2 separate regions of the Mus musculus genome follow, and region 1 is linked to region 2. A link is a contact called in public Hi-C data. All regions are on one chromosome and are shown on one strand. Each heading gives the region's core, a stretch centred on a gene start, on an enhancer-like site or on the middle of the called end of the contact. The rest is flanking DNA. Distances are from core to core; before and after follow the strand shown.

What was found. A called contact is a pair of places that touch in the nucleus more often than the background predicts.
Region 1: a Hi-C map of myocytes shows a contact between it and region 2, with 1.9 times the contacts expected there. The contact joins two enhancer-like sites. A contact is called at or near these places in 5 of 484 Hi-C or Micro-C datasets (the HL-1 cell line, the N1E-115 cell line, extraembryonic endoderm stem cells and 2 more), 3 of 115 datasets of contacts at active chromatin or transcription factors (bone marrow-derived macrophages, embryonic fibroblasts and fibro-adipogenic progenitors) and 2 of 9 other capture datasets (embryonic stem cells and pancreatic islet).

Annotation. Positions count from the first base shown.
Region 1 is chr2:4,618,968-4,622,456 of GRCm38.p6, reverse strand. It overlaps Prpf18 (pre-mRNA processing factor 18), which reads left to right. Exons shown (of 10, transcript NM_026045.4): 10 at 1-399. Among named protein-coding and RNA genes, the nearest start is that of Gm13179, 26 kb to the right of the region's middle. Within about 2 kb of position 1,311, at least 53 of the 459 cell types and tissues checked have an H3K27ac peak or open chromatin away from gene starts, as enhancers often do. A contact at or near this core is called in myocytes, where this site is marked.
Region 2 is chr2:4,316,868-4,319,977 of GRCm38.p6, reverse strand. The region is part of intron 1 of Frmd4a (FERM domain containing 4A); the gene reads right to left. Among named protein-coding and RNA genes, the nearest start is that of Gm23691, 63 kb to the left of the region's middle. Within about 2 kb of position 1,632, at least 63 of the 459 cell types and tissues checked have an H3K27ac peak or open chromatin away from gene starts, as enhancers often do. A contact at or near this core is called in myocytes, where this site is marked.

The sequences.
Region 1 (3,489 bases), core at 62-2,561, 300 kb before region 2:
TTGTTTTTTGAGCTTGCTTTGTCTGCAGGGGAATTCGTATTCTCCAGGACTGGGACTGTGGCCATTCTGAAGCTGGGTGGAGAGAAGCATGTTCACGAATGTGGCTCTCAGTCAAGTTTTTCATAACCGAAATTAAAAAGCTATGTACAAATTAAAGAAGCTACATAGAAACTCCTGGGATATGTAGGAAGATGACCTTTCTTTCATTAAATGGAAATTTTACTTTTGCCTATACTATATATTTTTGTTTCAAGATTGTTTTTAAAACAACAAAGATTTCTTTTAAACAAGTTACAACTCTATTGACTGTGTCCGTTTCTCTCCTCCCCATCCTTCCATCACAAGAACTGGGATTCTCTGTATTCACATTTAGTAAAAAACCCTTTCCTTAGAAATCAATACAGGTGCTGCTTGATTCATTGCGGGATTCATCCTGACATAGAGTACATCTGAATATGTATGTATGCATGTATGCATGTATGTATGTATGTATGTATGTATGTATGTATGGTGAACATAGAGTACATCAGAAATGCATCAAATGCCCCTAATGATTGGCTTGACTTAGGCTGCTTTAAGTGCTAGGAACCCATCCATTAGCCTGTTGCTAGGCAAAGCCGTCCAGCACAGCTGCTTTGTATAGTAGAGCCTTCCAAGTCCATGGACTATTTTGAAAGTGGTGTAGCTGCTTTGGATGAGTGACAGTTATTTTCTCTGAGGATCAAGTTTGATAGCTCACTGTGGAGAGACCACTACCCAGCATCAAGAGAGGGTTGAACTGTGAGTGGCTAGCCCTGGAAGAGACCCCCAAGTTCCTGTTCCAGGGTGCCGTTTCTACTGAGTGCTTACTGATTTCATTTAATAGAAGGTGAGTGGTCGTAAGGAGACTGTCTCATTTTCTAGGAGTGTCACTGTCAAGTGAATGGATCTTTCACTGTTTAATGGCCTATAGCAGGCAGTCTAGAATGGCAGTAATTTCAGTGTTGGAGGGTGGGGATCAGGGAAATACAGCAGTGGCCTAAGATTTGTCTGGATTCTGTATGAGAAGGGAGACAGCCCTGGGAGAACAGAATGAGGCAGGCAGGGGTCACAAATGGAACTTGGCAATCACGCGTAGACCCGCAAGGCCTGGGAAGTAAGCAGACAGGACTTGTAACTGTGGTGTGATTTAACCTAGTCCAGCGCTTTAACTATGCTGGAGTTGGAGCACAGTAAATCATTTAGGAATGCAAACCTTGGTTATTGCTGTTGAAAGGGAATTCTGAAACTGAACAGCCTGAGAAAGGCGAGAAATGTTTTCCCAGTCTTTGGGAGGCTTGGCTTTGGGAGTTGGTGTCTGGTTCCATTCCTGGCACGCAGTCCCCACGAGTGCTGCTCACCACAGAAGGGAGGCCAGAATGAAAGGGAGTCTCGAACTTTACGTTTCTTTTGTCTGAGCATCTTGAGTAGATAACTGAATGGATCGTACCTCCTCCCTGTTGCAGTTTTCTCCCACACAACCCCTGAAAGCATAACTTTATCCTCTAGAAATTTATGGTATGGCATCATATTGGGAGTCTTGAACCGAAAAGCACTTTCTCACGGTTTACTGATGGAAGAGTTTCCAGCTGTCCAGAGAGCTGAGGCCAGCACAAGTCTCTAGAGGGTCCCTTTGGAAAACTGCTGTGGTAACTGGTTTTTATCATAGACTCTGCAGCTGCATTGGCTGAATTTTAACCCCTGGAACTTAAATGGTTAACAATAACATAAAGTCTTTTGAAAGTTTAAAAACAGTTTCTGGTGGTGTAGAGTAACTAGGGAGTGCCCTGTGGCTGGCTAGCAGCAAAGGCTGGACGTGAGCTGACCCTAGCCAAAATTTTGGAGTTGTGCTCATTACAAAAAGAATAAGGTTTATACATTGGCCAAAATAGTTTACTATTAAAACGTTGACTATTTGTGTATTTTTCACATTTTAAACTGGGATACTTTAGCACAGCATATGACTGTATTTTAGCTAGGCCACGTCCTTTGTCTAGTTTCTTCCTTATCCCTAAGCCCTGCTCTGAAATAACTGTTAGCTGCCCACCCCCACCCCCAGTGGCCAAGCTTAATGCATACTTCAAAGGACAGCAAAGGACAGCCGCCACTGGGGAGTTTCCACTTTCTTTTTGGGTGTTATTGGTGACCTCAGCTTCATTCATTGGGCTTCCTTCATGGCAGCTAAGTCAGTCCCACAGGCTTTCAGCTGCAGTTTTACAACCTGTCAAAACCAAGTTGCCTTTGCATTAAGCATGCTTTTCTTTGAAGACTTAGAAACACTATGACCTATGGGTATTGCAGCCTGAGCTTGGCTGAGACTGCCCACTGTGAAAGAGTTCAAGTTGTACATGTGAGTGTCCCTGATGGTTACCGTGAATGGTGAATGCTCTAGACCCTGCATCACATATCCACCCACGCAGAGGACCGAAACAAACACTGCCTGGCCATGTCTGAGGCAGCATGTGTTCCTATTCTGGCTTTTATTTGCTGGGTTTTGTATTGTTTGTTTGTTGTTATTGGTGATGGTGGTGTGTGCACACATTCCAACATGTGAAGATGTCAGACCTCAGGCCTCATCTTCCATCCTGCTTGAGACAATGGGATGCCCGTTGTTTTGCCTCCACATCCTCCAGATTAGCTGGTACACAAGGCTCTGCATCCTCTAGGCTAGCTGGCACACAAGGCTCTGCATCCTCTAGGCTAGCTGGCACACAAGGCTCTGCATCCTCCAGGCTAGCTGACACACAAGGCTCTGCATCCTCCAGGTTACCTGACACACAAGGCTCTGCATCCTCCAGGTTAGCTGGCACACAAGGCTCTGCATTCTCCAGGCTAGCTGGCACACAAGGCTCTGCATCCTCTAGGCTAGCTGACACAAGGCTCTGCATCCTCCAGGTTAGCTGGCACACAAGGCTCTGCATCCTCCAGGTTAGCTGGCACACAAGGCTCTGCATCCTCTAGGCTAGCTGACACACAAGGCTCTGCATCTTCCAGGTTAGCTGACACACAAGGCTCTGCATCCTCCAGGTTAGCTGACACACAAGGCTCTGCATCCTCTAGGCTAGCTGGCACAAGGCTCTGCATCCTCCAGGTTAGCTGACACACAAGGCTCTGCATCCTCTAGGCTAGCTGGCACACAAGGCTCTGCATCCTCTAGGCTAGCTGACACACAAGGCTCTGCATCTTCCAGGTTAGCTGGCACACAAGGCTCTGCATCCTCCAGGTTAGCTGGCACACAAGGCTCTGCATCCTCCAGGCTAGCTGACACACAAGGCTCTGCATCCTCCAGGTTACCTGACACACAAGGCTCTGCATCCTCCAGGTTAGCTGGCACACAAGGCTCTGCATTCTCCAGGCTAGCTGGCACACAAGGCTCTGCATCCTCTAGGCTAGCTGACACAAGGCTCTGCATCCTCCAGGTTAGCTGGCACACAAGGCTCTGCATCCTCCAGGTTAGCTGGCACACAAGGC
Region 2 (3,110 bases), core at 383-2,882:
GGTTTCCAGCATACCTTAAGGCAGTGACTTCAAAGCTGTAGAGTCGGCTATTGTTGCCTGCTCAAGTCAGCCGAGCATGATCTGCCTTTCCCATGGCCTCTTGGTGGATGGCTCTAGCTGTGCATCAGAACCACCTAGAAGCTTTCTACTTGAACCCATCCCTGGGGATTCTGACGTTACTGTCATGGGGAAGGACTCGGGATTCCTTATAGGCACCTTAGGGTTTCTATTATAGAGCTGAGGAAGAGAATCACTGTCCAATAGATCTCAAGGTCACTGTATGTTACATGAGTTCCTCTCACTCATGGTGTTGAAGTTTTCTGCCAGCCATGGGGACACTCAGAGTTGCCTGGAAACTGCTAAAACGACTCTGAACTTTCTCATATGTGACTCAATAGATTCTTGCTAGGATTCTAGAGTTCTTGTTTCTTTTCTACTTGTGTGTATGAATGTATGTTCATGTGTGTGCAGGTGCATATTAAAGTGTGTGTGTAGGCCAGAGGAAAAAAAAAAACCTCAAGATTTGTCCTTCAGGAAATACCCCAGGGGCTGTTCACCTTGTCTTTTGTGATAGTCTCTTACTGGCCTGAAGCTATGCAAGTAGGCTAAGCTGGCTGGCCCATGAGCCCTAGGGATCTGGCTGCTACCATCTAACCATTGATAAGATTATAGGAGTATACCACCATGCTTAGCTGATTTTACATAGGCTCTGGGAGCCAAACTCAGGTCCTCATGTTTGCAGGACAAATCTTTACCAACTGAACTATTCAACAATTCCTCCTTTGTTTGTTTGTTTTTATTTGAGACAGGATCTCATGTAGCCCAGGCCGACCTCAAAATCTATATGTAACTGAAGATGAACTTGGATTATATGTATATACCACCATGACTAAATCATGCAAGGATAGGCAGAGCCTGCAGCTCCACGAATGCTAAATGAGCACTCAACATCCTCAGCCCTAAAGGCTCCTCCTCCTCCTCCTCCTCCTCCTCCTCCTCCTCCTCCTCCTCCTCCTCCTCCTCCTCCTCCTCCTCCTCCTCTTCTTCTTCTTCTTCTTCTTCTTCTTCTTCTTCTTCTTCTTCTTCTTCTTCTTCTTCTTCTTCTTCTTCTTCCTCTTCCTTCTTCTTCTTTTTTTCGAGACAGGGTTTCTCTGTGTAGCCCTGGCTGTCCTGGAACTCATTTTGTGGACCAGGCTGGCTTCAAACTCACAGATACCTGCCTCTCTCCTAGGTGCTGGAACTAAAGGCATGTGCCAGCACACCTGGCTTATTTGTGTTACATTCCTGCCTTTACAGTCGTCACTCACTTTTTTTGGGGGTTTTTCGAGACAGGGTTTCTCTGTGTAGCCCTGGCTGTCCTGGAACTCACTTTGTAGACCAGGCTGGCCTCGAACTCAGAAATCTGCCTGTCTCTGCCTCCCAAGTGCTGAGATTAAAGGCATGTGCCACCACCGCCCGGCTAAAGTGGCTTCTTAATGATATCATATTCTGGTCTATAGGATGCTCAACATTAGCAATGAAGCCATAAAAGGACAGTGAGTGAGTCATTCTCTCCTTTGTCCACATGGACTGGAGGACTCCAGGCCAGAACACTGAGATGAACATTTCAACTGTTTTGGCAGGAGTGATTCATCCATGGGTCACAGACTCATCTATCCCTTGACTCTTGTCCCTGACCACAAGGAAACCACAGCCTTATACACCCAGTTCTTTATCTCTGAGCTCAAAGAACACAAATGTTGCTGATCAGGGGACCCGACTTCCTGTCATTAAGGAGGACATCCTACCACTTAACAGCAAGATCCTAAGCCAAGCCAAAAGCCTGATGATTTGGGCGTTTGATTCCCACCTACAATTAACTAGGTCACAGCTGTAAGGAAAGAGGAAAAAAGAATTACACCCTAAAGCAAGAGGACTTACTGTCATCTGTGACTGCAAAACAAACACTTAGGGCTTCCCTTCCCCTCCTCTCCATGCAACAAAAACAAGTATATTGGGGACAGGATAAAAAAATGATATGGAAAGACTATGGAAATGTCTCAGAGGGTAAGAGTGCTTGCCGTGTATGCATAAGGACCTGCGTTCAGACAAATTCCCAGCACACGCATAGAAGCGGGGATCTGAGTGTCTCCAATTGAGAGTTGGAGGACAGAGACCACGAAATCTCAGCCAGCCATGAATCCAGCCAGCTCAGTTGAAATGGAGAGCTTCAGTCTCAGGGAGAGACCATCTTAGGGAATAAAGGGGAGCCTCACAAAGCAGAACAACCAATGTCCATCTGAATTCTGTGCACATGCTAAGACGTGTACACACACACAGAGGCACACATGCACATTCACACATACACACAAGCATACAAGCACGCATGCATGCACGCAGTTAGGAGCTAACGTGACAGCTTGCTAATGTGTAGTCTCAAGCCTACTTATTTGGTATTTGTTCAATATACAGAGGAGATGAATATATGCAAGCACAGTCTGCTTCTAATCTGTGTTGAGGACTTCTGTAAGATTAGACAGAATCTGGAAAGATCCACGATTGCTTTTGAAAATTCCGGAGTTTTCTGGGCTTTAGATGGTTTAGGTCTGTATGGTTCCCTCCTACTTTGGCTCATAGGAATGTCTCCTAGACCTTGGTGGGCACTAGAGAGGGAGGGAACACTCTTAAGTGTCCACAGTATCCAAGGAAGTAATGCATTTCAGAAAGGGCCACCTCAGTGTGCTGAGTCCCTTCTGGTTACCTATGACCACCAACCAGCATCGTGGATTTTATTTGTCATGGGGTGAGTTACACAGTTGCTACTGATCTCATCCTGAATGGTCATATAAGCTAGTCATAGTAAAGATAATTATTGATAGTTGATGGAGAGAGAGAGAGAGAGAGAGAGAGAGAGAAAGAGAGAGAGAGAGAGAGAACAATGATTTATGTGTGATATTTGAGACCTTGACCACTTTAAAGCATCGTCTGTAATCCCCAGCCTACTTGGGAACCTGTGAGAAATCTGTGTTTGACAAGATCCCAAGTGACTCCTTCATACATAGAAAACACTGCTTACCATAGCAGCCTAGGGTAATGACTTTCAGAAACTTTGCTTTTAGCTATGACAATCT